Regions from separate parts of the Zea mays genome. Here region 1 is linked to region 2. A link is a contact called in public Hi-C data. All regions are on one chromosome and are shown on one strand. Each heading gives the region's core, a stretch centred on a gene start, on an enhancer-like site or on the middle of the called end of the contact. The rest is flanking DNA. Distances are from core to core; before and after follow the strand shown. Region 1 holds the start of LOC103648466 (ethylene-responsive transcription factor ERF023). Region 2 holds the start of LOC100285780 (growth regulator like protein).

The links. A called contact is a pair of places that touch in the nucleus more often than the background predicts.
Region 1: a Hi-C map of tassel shows a contact between it and region 2, with 2.6 times the contacts expected there. The contact joins the promoter of LOC103648466 here to the promoter of LOC100285780 in region 2. A contact is called at or near these places in 3 of 25 Hi-C or Micro-C datasets (ear and tassel).

What each region holds. Positions count from the first base shown.
Region 1 is chr2:21,531,318-21,539,162 of Zm-B73-REFERENCE-NAM-5.0, forward strand. LOC103648466 (ethylene-responsive transcription factor ERF023) reads right to left here and starts at 4,137. Exons shown (of 1, transcript XM_020549270.2): 1 at 2,885-4,137. The coding sequence starts at 3,915. The coding sequence ends at 3,157.
Region 2 is chr2:21,352,545-21,359,483 of Zm-B73-REFERENCE-NAM-5.0, forward strand. LOC100285780 (growth regulator like protein) reads right to left here and starts at 4,020. Exons shown (of 9, transcript NR_182227.1): 1 at 3,619-4,020; 2 at 3,214-3,301; 3 at 3,050-3,126; 4 at 2,885-2,980; 5 at 2,606-2,795; 6 at 1,830-2,011; 7 at 1,620-1,722; 8 at 1,023-1,351; 9 at 1-544.

The sequences.
Region 1 (7,845 bases), core at 2,887-5,386, 180 kb after region 2:
TGAATTTATGCTCATGGATGGACAAAGTGCAAATCAAGAGTAAAGGTATGTTTCTAAGCCTTAGTACATTGGTTTTGTGTACTAATCTACTTGTCTAAGTGTTAGAAACAGAAAGAAGAAGAAAAGAAAAGAGGTGGAAAAGGCTTGGCTGTGGTAAGCCAAGACTCAGCTCGGTCTGGCACACCGGACTGTCCGGTGGTGCACCGGACAGTGTCCGGTGCGCCAGGCTGACTCGACATAAAGTGGCCGCTCTCGGGAATTTGCCGACGGCGTACGGCTAAAATGCACCGGACTGTCTGGTGTGCACCGGACTGTCCGGTGAGCCAACGGTCGGCCGGGCCAACGGTCGACCGCGCGATCTGCGCAGGACACGTGGCCGAGCCAACGGTCGGAAGGGGGCACCGGACATGTCCGGTGCGCCAACGGCTCCCGCATCTGCAACGGTCGGCTTCGCCATTTAAGGAAGGAAATCGGGCACCGGACAGTGTCCGGTGTGCACCGGACTGTCCGGTGCGCCCGACGACAGAAGGCAAGGATGACCTTCTGGATTTGTTCTCAACGGCTCCTAGCTGCCTTGGGGCTTTAAAAGGGACCCCTAGGCGCATGGAGGAGTACACCAAGCAACCTTAGAGCATTCTTGATCATCCACACTCAGTCTTTGCGCATTCGTTTGTCATTCTCAGTGATTCGAGCTCCGTTCTAGTGAGAACTTTGAGATAGTCTTTTGAGCTCGATTCTTGGCCGTGTGTGTGCGCATTTTGCTGTGGATTTGTGTGTGTTGCTTCCCTTCCTTACTCCGTGATTCTTTGTGAACATCAAAAGTGTAAGGGCGAGAGGCTCCAAGTTGTGGAGATTCCTCGCAAACGGGATATTGAAAAGAAAAGCATAACACTGTGGTATTCAAGTTGATCATTGGATCACTTGAGAGGAGTTGAGTGCAACTCTCGTCCGTTGGGACGCCACAACGTGGAGTAGGCAAGTTTTGTACTTGGCCGAACCACGGGATAAATCACTGTGTCTTCTCTGTGTTGAATTCTTTGTGATTATCGTATTGTGCAAGACCTTCTCTCTAGCCACTTGGTGATTATTGTGCTAACACCTAATAAGTTTTTGTGGCTATAAGTTTAAGTTTCACAGGATCACCTATTCACCCCCCCTCTAGGTGCTCTCACCGCCCCTAGGCGCGAACAATCCGCGATTAGATCAGAGAAAGCAGTTTAATCCCTCTTTCCATGTGTGTTTATCCACCTAAACCTATGGATTTTGTTGAGGGACGCCTAGAAACGGGTCCAGACCTCTCTCTATATATATGAAGAGGTACGGCCTATTGCGGACACCAACACTCGAACGAAATCAAACTATCTTCCATTACCTTACCTTTTGCCCTAGGAGTAGCAGTAAAGTAGTGTTCTTCGTCTATATATTCACATGTCTTCGGCTATACATCGTCTGAAGGCGTTTTTTGTGGCTTGTCGATCCCAAGATAAATCCTAGTATCTCACCTCCCTGACAGGGTCTCTCCCGGGGTGAGATCTAGATGTTGTTGGCGAACGTCTCGCTACCGGAATCGCAGGCTTTGCCGAGTGTTGTATTCTTTGCCGAGTGCCGCACTCGACAAAGTTAGGCTCTTGGCAAAGAGCCCCTTTACCGAGTGCTGAACACTCGACACAGGGGGCTCTCGGCAAAGACAAGTTTGCCGAGTGTCAAACACTCGGCAAAGGGGGCTCTCGGCAAAGGGCCGTCAGCGGCCGTCCCAAAGCTGACGGCCGTTAGTCTTTGCCGAGAGCCAACTGCTGGCACTCGGCAAAGAGGCTTCTTTGCCGAGTGCCACATATTGGGCACTCGGCAAAAGACTCTTTGCCAAGTGTCTTCTATAGACACTCGGCAAAGTATATTTGTATTTTTTTGATTTTGTCTCCCAAACTTTTTATGGTATGTTCCTACACTATGTAGACCTACATGTATCATTTGTGGAAAGAAGGAAACCTGGGAACCGGTAAAGCCATCTTTGCCGAGTGCTGACCATGGCACTCGGCAAAGAAGGAAACCTGGGAACCGGCAAAGCCATCTTTGCTGAGTGTTGTTGCCAAGGCACTCGGCAAAGGGACTGGCAAAGGGGCCCACTGGAGGACTCTTTGCCGAGTGCCGGTCCACTAGACACTCGGCAAAGAGTCCTCCTTTGTCGAGTGCCTACGAGAGCTCTCGACACAGGGACTGACGGTGGGGCCCACTGGACCCGTCGTTGCTGAGGGCCATGGTAGCAGGCACTCGGCAAAATTTCCTCTTTGCCGAGTGTCAGAGGAGGCACTCGGCAAAGGATCCGTCACCGTCACTTGGCGCCGTGACAGTGACTTTTTTTTGCCGAGTGTCAACGACACTCGGCAAATTCTTTGCCGAGTGCCCGACAAAAAGTACTCAGCAAAGAGATCGCTGCCGATGTACAGTTCGCCGAGCGTTCTTTGCCGAGTGTTACACTCGGCAAAGCCTTTACCGAGTGTAAAATAGCCTTTGTCGTGTGTCTGAGACACGGCAAAGTAGCTAATTCCGGTAGTTTCTCTGCCCCTGCGTACATTTGGACCGTCCGGCCCTAGACCGTGTACCGTCCGTGCGCTGCAGAGAGCACCACCGTCGGTACCCTCGTTAATGACTGGCGCCTAAATCGACGCCAACAAAATCCAATTTTTATAGTAAGCTAAACATGTAGCACATAAGATGTTTTAAGTCCGGTCGATATCATTTAAAGATCAGATAATTGATAGCTTTACAAAAGGTCTATGAACACAGTTGCAGAAATTTTCATCTTAATCTTAACTTGGTTAATTTGTGATTGAAGGAGACTGCTAGAAAGAAACTCTTCTATAGATAGAATTTGCTGCATATACAGTAATCCAATCGGGCTCTTCAGTTTATAATTTATATAGGTGCAAAGCTCACTATAAACTCGGTAAGACCATCGTAACCGACGTAAACTCGGTACGAAGGAAAAAAACCGAGAAGTACGAATTCAGTGTAAGTACAAATGATTTTTGCAAAAATAGTTAGCTCGCATCACAGCGACGACAAGGTTAGCTAGTACTCCCCGGTCAGTAATGTGTTGACCAAGAGAAACAAAGAATCTCGTGGACGATATGGACGAAGTTGGCTAGTCCTGGATGGTCAATGTTCCCAAAGCAGCAAGGGCTCCTCGAAGCAGAGGTCATCGGCGATGTCGTCCCACGGCGAGCCACAGTAAGCCGGCAGCGGCAGCGGCGACAACATGTAGCCGAAGTCCAGAAGGCCGTCTGGCACGTCCAAGAACGTATAGCCCAGTCCAACTCCAATGTCGGCACAGGCCAGCTGAAGCTGAGCCTGCTGGTTCCCGCTCTCGCATTCCGGCATTGCCTGCTGAGGCGGCAGGTCCTCCTCCGTCTCGGTGTCGGCATCGTCGTCGAGGCCGTGGCCGTGGCCGCAGGACGGGGCGACGACGGGTGACGGAGCCGGCACAGTGGCCGCGGCGAGCGCGGCGGCGGCCTGCACGTCCTTGGGAGCCGCGGACGCGGCGCGGGGCAGGTCGTGCGCCAGGTCGGGGAAGTTGAGGTGCGCGGCGCGGCCCTTGATGGCGACGGCGGCGGCGTCGTGCGCCCGCGCGGCCATCTCCGGGTTGTCGAACGTGCCGAGCCAGATGCGCGACTTCTTGCGCGGCTCCCGGATCTCGGACACCCACTTGCCCCAGGCCCGCATGCGCACGCCGCGGTACGTCGGGTGCTTCAGGTCCCTGCGCGGCCGCTTATTCGTGCCCTTGCCGCCGGAGTCGTCGCTGGAGGTCGGCGACGACGAGCCGTTGAGGGAGCCGCTGGTGGCGTTGCTGCTGCTGCTGTAGGTGCAGGTGCAGGTGCAGCCGTCGGACACCTGAGGCGACACCTGCTCGTGCTCCATCGACGGCGACGACGACGCGTGACGTGACGAGTGTGACGATGGCGATCGGGTGAACCTTTAATAGCTGTTCGCTGCTTGCTGATGATCACGTCCAAGTAGTGTCTCTCTCTGGCTTCTGCAACTTAGAACCCCAAACCGTGAGTTGTCTGCACTTGGTGACTGCGATATGTGAGGTACTACCATTCGCATGCCATATATATATGGATCAGCGACAGGCTACACTCGGACGCGTCGTCTCTGAAAGTCAATGTGGAAACCGGAATTGGAGTGTCATATCTCTTTTGGTTCTTCAGAGAAATGTGAATGGCATTGAAAAAAAAAACAAATAAAAGCGCAGGGGAGAGCAAGCAAACCCGCCCGGCCAAGAGGTTGTTGTTGTACTACGCCTACGCGCTTCTCTGACGGTCAGTGGTCAGTCTGAAGTGCTGACCCCACATTTGATCCCGGTTGTTTATTGGTCTCAGGCAGCAGCATGCCCCCACTCAGCGCACAGCACGCGTTCGTGCAAAATGTGAGAGTATGTGGGAGTGCGTTGCTTCCACTGGATTGGTCGATTGGATGATTAAAGTAAGCTGCAAATGGCATCGTATCCCCCAGGCAAGGAAAGGCAGCCTCCGTACCAGTGCGAGGGCCGTGCGCCGAGTATTAAACTGCACCAAATCCCTCGTTTCAGTTCAGAGATCCATGCAGCATTAGCTTGTGTTACAATAAACATACACAGTATATTAGTTTCATTATACAATGGCAACGAGGGAAATGCCAGCCGTGTCAACGAGCAGCGTTTGTTGGGAAAAGCAGGATGGAAGGAAATAAGTGCAAAGCAAAATAAAAAGCAGTCTCCTTTGCTGAAACCTGAAATGATAAACTACTGCATCTACGCGTCTGTGTGTGTGTTTGTGTATCAGGGGACGATCCATGCAGCGAAATAATCAATATAAACACTGCCAGATTCCGGGGAGAGGGCATTTAAAAAATACGCGCCGGGGAGGAACTCGTGACACCAATTGAGAGACAGAACGATGCTTCCTCAGATCACACTCCAGCGCCTTTTTGAGCTTTTCTTTAATTCGCGACCGATCGGACACGACAGAAACTCGTCTGAGAGAGAGAGAGAGAAAAAAAAGCTGGAGAGTGGAGCAATCATCTCGGCCTTTCGGCTCTCTGCAGCCTGCAGCTTTTCGCTTGGTCCGATGATTGTTTAGTGAGAGACTGCAACTGTGACACTGACAAATACAGGCCCTACACATATAAAGCTCGTGCCATATTTCTCGTGAGCGCGTGATTTAATTAGCGATAACTTGTCATTCAGGCTACAAAAAAGGGGGAAAATTATTGATAGCCAAAGGGAAATAATAGCCAAAGACAGTCGGAGTGTCTGAATTCCATGAACCTTTCTTGCGCCAAGAACGTACTACTCCATGAACTTTTCCCCCGAGAAAACGGTGTGACGCAAAGAAGAACAAGTCCTGACGTCACTAGCGAGGCCAGGACACGTACTGTAGATTTGTAGTACTCCTCCTATATAGCGGCCAGTGCCATTACCATTAGATTAGATACACGTTCAAAGCAGCTCCTGGATCCGAACCAATCATCACAGGGATAGACGTAGCTCGCAGTAATTTAACACGTCAATTCCGCCTGGTCAAAAGCACATGCTATATAGTATCAACCAAAATCTTAGCACGAAAGCCAAGGCGATCGTTAGAATTGTTAACTACGGGTGTGTGCAGCGCGAGAGCGACTGTATAAAGCGAGAAAGACGGTCTAGAAAAAGCACGTTCAGCTGCGCCTATCCTGTGGACGGCAATTAAAGAGCGACCGAGAACAGAGATTAAGACGGCCGGCGCGGGCCTTGCTTCGGTTCTAACTTGACCTTCCTCTGCATTCTGCCCTGCCATGCATCATGTAGCTAGTCTCACTTTATTCATCAAGCACACAGATGAAAATGATACGATTACGACAATTAATTTATGACGTGGACCAGCTAGTCATGCGAAACCGCTTGGTCCTCCGTGCATCTGAGTGGCTGTGGCGATGGAGTGAGAGACAAACCGGGGACGTGACAGAAGCCAAGAGCCAGAAGGACGAACGAGAAACGCCATTGAAATGACTCGATCGCGCGCGAGCGCCAGTTGAAGGGACTCCGACGCGTGCTCAACGGCGGCCAATGGACGACAGCGGTTAGTACGTCAACTAACCCCAACGTATTATTAGCTACGTAAAGAGTGGTTAATACTAACCCATCCGCATATAACTTCCATACGAGTGGTCATTTTCTTACACCAACCGGAGAACGGATAGCCTCTCAAAAATAATTGGTGGCGCCCCACATGTATCTAAACTATATTACATTACATTCAATATATAGGTGCATGGCTCATATTAAATTAAATTTAGCTATATATATTGTTTGTCTAAACAGTCGTTTAGTCTGTTTAAGCACCATGCATATAATCTTAATACTACATAGTGCTATATATATTGTTTGTCTAAACGGTCGTTTAGTCCGTTTAGCCCGTTTAATTAATCCTGTAACCTGATTAATGGTTCTAGCCTAAATAATGGTTAAACTGTAGGTGTGTGTGGCTGTTTATAGTTTAGCGTTTAGGAAAAAAACATTGGTTATACATTAAATGTGTCCAGCTCTTGTCGTGGTCATTGGGGCGAGGCTCCTTAATGGTTGTCCAGATGTTCCAGAGGCTCCAATGGTTTTTTTGGCACGCCATCCCTGAACGAAATACTCGTGACTCGTACCGACTGTAATCCACTACTTTGAACAACACAAGATATTGGCTCATGTAAATGAAGACACTAGTTTCTTGAGGTTGGGTCTCTCTGCTAGACATAATTCACTATCTAGCTTTATTAAATTTAATATAATTTTAGTTATAGTGTTTACATATATCATTATAAATTTGCTAGATTATTTTTTTTTAAAAAAATAAACATGAAAATGGCTAAACAAATGGGCGAGCGAAAATATACATGGGTAACACCGTGAGTTGAGGGACGGATGCGTACGTGATTATTGTCACATGGCGCGCGCGTTGGAGAGCAGTACTACGTACATCTGTATATTGTACAGTTACTTTGACGAATTTTTGGGCCCTTTGATCCTAATAGAAAAGGACTGTTGACCAATTATAGATGGTGGGCTCCGTCATCGCTCTTCGAATCGGGGCTTTCCCTTGGTTTTGCAGTTTGCTTTCGCGCTGCGAATCTGGCGCGAATGAAACCGGCTGTGTGCTTTCAACCTTCAATATAAGAGGCAAAAGCAGCAGTTGATTGATTGGGTCGATACTCGTTGCTGTCCTGACGGCAACGGCGACGGTAGGGAAATCTTCAGAGCAAGAGTGGCTTGTTCTCGTCTTCATTCATTGGATTCAGTCTGTATTAGCTGCCAATTCCACGACAGCTGTGAGTACTCTCGCTCGCTGCCGCATGTGCAAAATCCATGCTTTAAGCTGTGCCACCCTGCAGCGTCCATCCATGGATTCCTTTGGTGCTTGTTTACTGAATCTCTTGTCGCGCGCCCGTTGTACTACCCTGCAAATCTCAACGAGCGCGTCAGACCCCGCGGCCCGCCTGATGAAAGGGGAAGCACGGCGGACGCGTGGGGAGAATCGAGGACCAAACTAATCAGGACGCAACTTGCTCTGATCGACCCGAGGATCACACCAGCATGCACGCTGATGCTGTCGATCGCTAGCTAAGCGCCCGATTATTAGCTTTAGATGCATCGCCGTCCGGTCCGGTCCGGTCCCGGGCTGTCCAAATCCAAACCCACCCCGCGCTGGTCCGCCGGCCGGCGAGCGGCGATCCCCCACCCGAAACCGAAATCTCCCCTCGCCAATGCAGTTTCAGGCTTTCAACTAGCGCGCAAGGAACGCGACCACTGTACCACCCACCTACCGTGTGCCTATGGGGTAA
Region 2 (6,939 bases), core at 2,770-5,269:
ACAAAGACCCACCTAAGCCCAATGATGGTGCATAGCCAAGACGTAGTCTGAAAGCGGATGAGGAACAGCGAGCGGACAACATGTTTAAAGAATTAATCATGTACGAACAATAATTTACAGGCATGACATCACCAGTTGGCAACTCTCCTTGACGTGGCATCTTACCGAGCCATGACATATATGCACTATGCATCCCTCCTTGCCTTGTTAATTCTACCGTGTTTCTTTCAACGTAAGCATATGTTTCCCTACTGTCAAAGTAAGTGCCCAACTAGCAGCATCCTCGCTGCATTTGCCCTGTCCGGTTGGTTTTCATGTTGTGGCCGATATGTTCCCAGGTTTTCTTGAGCAGATGCAAGATGATGGAAATTCATGGAAGTCATCCTGTTTTGGTCTGATATCGTCCGGCTCCCCCATAAGACCCCTCTGAACTCTCTGTACCTTCCGTGAAAAGGTATCCCAGCTCAATTGATTCCGTGTTTGAAATAGTACATTGAGTTTCTTTGCATTTGGGCGAATAGTTCTCTTGTGGCCCATGTATCGCCTACACATTTGATGGAGAGTGGATGAGCAAAACATAGCATATTAGAAAATAATAAGGGAGAATAGATAAACTGTTCGGAGCAACAAATTAACATAATAAATAGTAAAAACTAAACAAATTGACGGTGCCTATAAGGCCTCGTGTCCTTGCATGGCAATCCAATACATTCAACAGATGTATACTCTATCCGTCCCAAAACAAACCAACTTTCAGATTTGTCCTAAGTCAAAATGTTTTAAGTTTGATTAAATTTATAGAGAAAAAACACCAACATTTATAATATCAAATTAGTATCACTAGATAGGTATATTTTCATAGTGTACTTGTTTGCTGTCAACGATGTTGTTACTCTTTCCTATAAAATGTGTCAAACTTAAGATAATTTTACTCTGGGTCATTCTAGGGGAGTTGATTTATTTGGGATGGAGGGATTAGTTTAGAATACCCAAAGCATATGCAGAAAAAGAGGGGTACATACCTCCGTCCAGCTAAAACTTTGGCCATGTTCCCATTATTATTCGTAACAAAGACATCACTCTCATCACAAACAATGAAGTCAATTGCAGCCAGCCGTGAAGAAAAAGGAAGGAAGGGATTTAAATCATCCCCAGCAAGCTTCTCCTTAGTATAGAAATTTGGGAAGAGTCCCCTAAGAGGTTGGAGAGTACTATCTCCACCATATATTTCTCCAGAAGCAACATACAGAAGTGTATCGTTGCCAAAACCAAGAGCTCGGAGCATTAACCCGACTTCATGAGGAGTCAGTGGACATTTTCCTCTGCTGCGTTCATCTTCAGCACTCAACTCCTGTTATGGATCAATGTAAAATCAATACATTCACTCAAAACTTAAATCTGGTGAAACAATCTGCCGACCAATGATTGGAGCTTTGGCATCTATAATGATGAATGTGTGATCACAAAATTTGATGCATTTTTAGGACATATAAGAAAGACACAGGTCACATTCGATAACAAGCAAAAAGAAAAAAAATGGAAAAATTAATTATATGCTGATGGCAGATTAGTATTTGGAGAAACCATAGGGAAATCTCACCAAGTTTCAAGAGTCTTACAGGTAATGTATCCCATCGTTTCCTAATTTCACCCAATTCCTTTCTTTCTTTTTCACCGCCACCGTAGTAACAGCCAGAAAATGCAAGCATGTCAGGTTCAAACCTGATAAACAAACAACAGTTATGTTCATTTTTTTTTACTTTCATGGTCAATCATAACTTCAATTATCAAAAGGCAGCATTGAATTATCATAAACAACCAGAGTTTACCTCAAATGAATGGCGACATATCGTGTGTTCATTAGTCTCAGCTTTTGAACAAGTTTCTGACCCATGGCGTGTATAGAACTCGTAAATTTTAAAGCATGAAAATTTACTCGGCAACGTAACTTTTGCAAATCTTCATCAAGATCGCTAGTGAGCCTATAATCAAACTTTGTTAATTGCAAAGCCTGCAAAGATTAAGACTGTTCAGTCAATAGGGAAGTATGTCTACTTTGCATTTGTCTACAGTCACTTGACACCTGATATATTTATTTATGATTAATACACATAGCAAATACCTTCCAAAGGAAATTATAACATATGCTCATGTTTTGAACACAAAGGGCCATAACTAAACCATGCAAAAGGCCAAAGGGCCTCTAGCCTGAGTTGGTTAGGTGGTCTGAGTAGCACTCCTCACGTCCTGAGTTCGACTCTCCGTGAGAGCGAATTTTAGGCTAGAGGTAAAAAAATCCCCTTGTATATCCCACATCAAAGCACAGGTCTAAGACCCGGTTCCCGGTCGCGGTCGTTCTTACATGGCCTACGGTGCCATTGTGCATGGGTGAGACAAGGGTTCGGGATTTTCTCAATCTGCGTGAGATCTTTTTCTTAATATAATGTCCGAGGTTGTATTACCCCGCAGGTCGAGTTTTTTGAACCATGCAAAAGATAAACTATTATCTACTGCTCATCTTAACACCCAGCCAGCCAAAATATTGTAATCAAACAATATGCAAGATAAGTTCCAGGCCATTACACAGGTTTTGCAGGTTACTTACTCGCCTTCGCATGAGTATTGGCAGAACTTCATCAATATAAAACTCAGGCACCGATTTCCTAGGTGCGCGCATAGTCCATGGTAGTTTATCCATTGACAACATTACTTCATAAGGGATCCTTTTGACAATAGTTACATCCTTCGATAGGTGGGAAATGAACCACTCCACGTCAAAAATGTCAGAGAAGTCACTGCATACGAAATTTGAAGTCAAGCCATTTTGGAACAGTAACATTCAGCAAACGTCCTGTAATTTCTAGAATTCTAGTTCTCAATTCACCTGTCGTCTTTCCAGAACGAGTGGTGGTCTAACTCAGGTACAACAAGTGTGGCATTCAAAATCCAGGCAACTACAACAGCATCTGTTATCTGCAAGCTGAACATCATAAAGGTAACACAAGGGATGATAAAAACAAATCAACCAGACATTGGAAGGCAATCATACCCCTATGCGCTGCTGATTCAGGCCCCCACTAGTAGCAATCAACAAGTAACCAGTGGAACTGTTCTCTGGCACAGCAGCTGAAAGATGAACATGGAAAACCAGATGGTCATTTTTTCGCCAAAGTTTTAGTTCAAGAGAAGAAGTGACTAACTATACAAACTAACATCTGAAACCCGTGCTTCTCTCGCTGCATCCGTAGTACATGCTGGAATACTTGGATTCCCAAATATCGATAGGTTCGTAGTTTCTATGCTGCACATTTTCAAGATTGTAAATGGCCAGTCGGTAATTATCAACCAAGACGAGATAATATTCAGATTCGAAGTCTCAAAAACAGTATAGAGAACATTTAAGGCATAACAAAAATACAATTTAAACGACGTTCCTAGTGAAACTTGGCAATGCCAGAAAATACTAAACCCTTGCACTCAATTCCTCAAATTGTTCCTCAAGCGGCTCAAAAAGAACTTTCTTCTTTCACTTCTATCAGGCTATAACACGGAAGAGACCACGCAACGACAAAATTTGTGGAATTAGACAGTACAGCAGTCAAGTCTGCAACAAATTACCTGTTTAGGTCGCCATCGACTGCGGATCCGCGCCCAGTCAGCGTCGGTGACCACGTGTCCCGTAAAGAGGGACACAAACCCTAGAACGAACAGCGCGGTTCCCAGGAACACCGGAGAAGGCGACGCCTTCCTCGCTGCCCTCGGCGAGGAGGCGGCAGCGCCGCCGCCACCGGAATGATACGATTTGGCTACCGCGTCAGGCTTCCTTCCCATGACGCGGCTCGAAAGCTTAGAGCATAAAATCTCGGGATACAACGTCAACGCTCCCTTTAGGGTCGCCGGCGCCGGCGCCGGCGTGCTAACCAATAGCCACAGGCTAGATCGTGGAGGAGCAGACGTCCATGGCGACGGGAGGAGGAGGAAGGTGTGTCCGCGGCTCCGCGTGGGAACGGGACCGGGGTCTGGAGAGTGGAGCGTGACGAACCGTACGTAGGTGGGCTGAGTTTCATTAATGGGCCGTAGTTAGTTAGTCCACATCTCTCTTGACCCGTCGTGGTTCTTTTTACATGGGTCTCCTCGTTCGATACCTGAATGCAGCCCATACTGACACCTAGCCTAACGGGCCATATATCGTGAGAGATTGGCATCAGCTTGCACCCAGCGCGGTATACTCGATCGGGTTGGTCTGCTTAGGCTGGCTGAGGCTATAGATGTCCAAACGGTGCGGGCTGCCCATTTGGCCCGCAGCCCGGCACGGTTTTGGCCCGGCCCACGCACGGCACGGCCCGATTCCAATCGTGCCCGGGCCGGCCCGGCCCGATCCGCGTGCCGGGTTTGGGCGGCATAAGCGGCCCACGTGCTTCGGCCCGGCCCGGCACGGAAAGTAGGTCGGCCCGTTAACGGCCCGCGCCCCATCTCAGAAAAATGGAAAACCTAACCCGCGTCCGTATCCCCCCTCCCACTCGCGGACTCGCCCAGGTCGCCGCCCCGTCTCCTGACTCCCGAGTCTCACTCCCCCCGGTTGTGCTTGGCGATTTTCGTGCTCCCGGCGGCTGCCCGTGCCTCGCCGTCGCCCTGCTGCCTCCTCCGGTCCTCCCACCGTCGACGGCCGACGGCGCGCCACCTCTGACGTCTCTGGTGCTCCCTGACTCCCTCTCCTCCCTCCCTACGTCTCCCTGTTCCTAACCCTAACCCTAATCCCATTCGGATCTGGTGATTGGTGATACCCTAACCCCCAATCCCATTCGGATCTGGTGATTGGTGATCCTCGTTCATCGTTGGTGCTCCTCGCTGGTCGGCTGGTGCTCCTCGCCTCATCGGATCGAGTTGTAGCTTCACGCCTTCACAGCTGGACGACTGGTGCTCCGTGCTCCTCGTTGGTGCGTGATTCCCTTCCTGGCTTACTGATTCTTCTCTGTCTCCGGTCCGCCGGTCCGGTGGTCCGCTGCTCTGCGCCTTGTGCTGTAGTGCCCCTGTATGGTCACTGGCTCACTCAGTCACTCCTCGCTGCCTCACTGGTGCTGTAGTGCCCCTGCTGGCTGCTTGGACATCTTTAATTTTGTTCTGTTTTCATTTTCCTCCCATTCTCGTCCTCCTTCTATTCTAATCTAACCTGTCCGGTTGCCCGACTTTCTCTGGTGCTCGGCTGGTCCTTGCTTGCTGTTGCTGGTCGATCTGCGCCTCTGCTCGGCTGCTCCTCGGACCTTGGCTCCGTTCCGTCGTCTCTGGTGCTCCAGCTTCGAAAGGTATGTTTAATTTTAGCATTTAATTCTTGTAATCATGTGGATAGTTGCTTTGAACCTTGTCACTGGCTCACTCCTCAGTCAGTCAGTCCTCACTGCCTCCATTTTTTTGCTTTGAACCTTGTAGCCGTTGAGGTAGCCGGAGCCGACTGTACGTTGTAGCTCATGGACCTTGACGCAATAGCGGCTGCAGAGGAGGAGGAGCGCATGCTCGAGGACTTTAATGAGGCTGAGGATGCTAGGTTCTTCATTGGTTTCGGTGAGAATGAAACCCATGGAGATCCTATTCATATCGATACTGTCGCTGGCTCTGCAGTAGGGACTGGCACAGGCTCCACAAGCCTGCCAGAGTTAGTCCCTGATCCTGATGCTGGTGGAAGCAACTCGCACTCAAAGAAAAGGTCCAAGTGCTGGAATGACTTTGATGAATTGACTAAGATTGTGGATGGCAAAAAAGTCAGGTATGCTGCTCGTTGCAAGCACTGTAAGCAAACTCTTAGTGCTCGTTCTACTTCTGGTACTGGTCATTTGCTTCGTCATAATTGCCCTGCTAAGAAAGCACATGAACGCTGTGGGCAAGTCCAATCTGTGCTTAAGTACAATGCTGACGGTACTTTGCAACGTTGGGAGTACTCTGCTTCTATTGCTAGGACTGAACTATGTCGTTTGATTGCTAGGGATGACCTTCCTTTATGGCATGGTTCTACTCCTGCTTTTCAATGTTATATCAATCGTTCTCACAATCCTAGATTTGTGCATGTTTCTAGACAGACCACTGCCAGGGACATGGTTAAATTTTATAATGAACGTATGGTGAACTTAATTGGAACTTTTAAAAATGATGTTGGTTCTGTTTGTCTTACTTCTGATATTTGGTCTGGCAAGGCAAAGGAGGATTACTTAAGCGTAGTAGCTCATTTTGTTAATTCTAAGTGGGAATTAGAAAAAAGATTGCTTGCACTTAGGCTCATTGATGGCAAGCATAGTGGTGCTAACATTGCTAATCTTGTAGCTACTGTTATTGATGAGTATAGTTTAACTGAAAAAGTGTTTGCTATAACTTTGGATAATGCTTCCTCAAATAATGTTGCCATGAAATTTCTAAGACCTTTCTTGTGTGGTTACCTTGGTGTACCTGTTCCTGATAGTAGCCTTGGTATTGATGCATCTGATGATGAATTGTCTACTATGTTCTTGCATCAACGTTGTTCATGTCATGTTATTAATCTAATTGTTAAAGCTGGTTTGGATCCTATCAGAACATATCTTGATGACTTTAGAACTGCTATAACATTTTTAAATGCATCTAATCAACGTATAGCTGCATACAAAAGCTATTGTATGAGTATGGCTATTCGCCCTCGTAAATTTGGTGTTGACATGGATGTTAGATGGAACTCTACCTATTTAATGATTAAACACTTGTTACCACACAAGTCCACCTTCTCTGTTTTTATCAAAACCCAGTATCCTTTGAATGAAGATGGGACTCCTTTACTCACTGATAACCATTGGGCAATTGCTGAAAAAGTGTTATCTTTCTTAGAATTATTTTATGAATCAACTGTTGCATTGTCTGGTGTCTACTATCCAACTGCTACTTTAATGTTGCATCACATTCTGAGGATAGCTAGACATC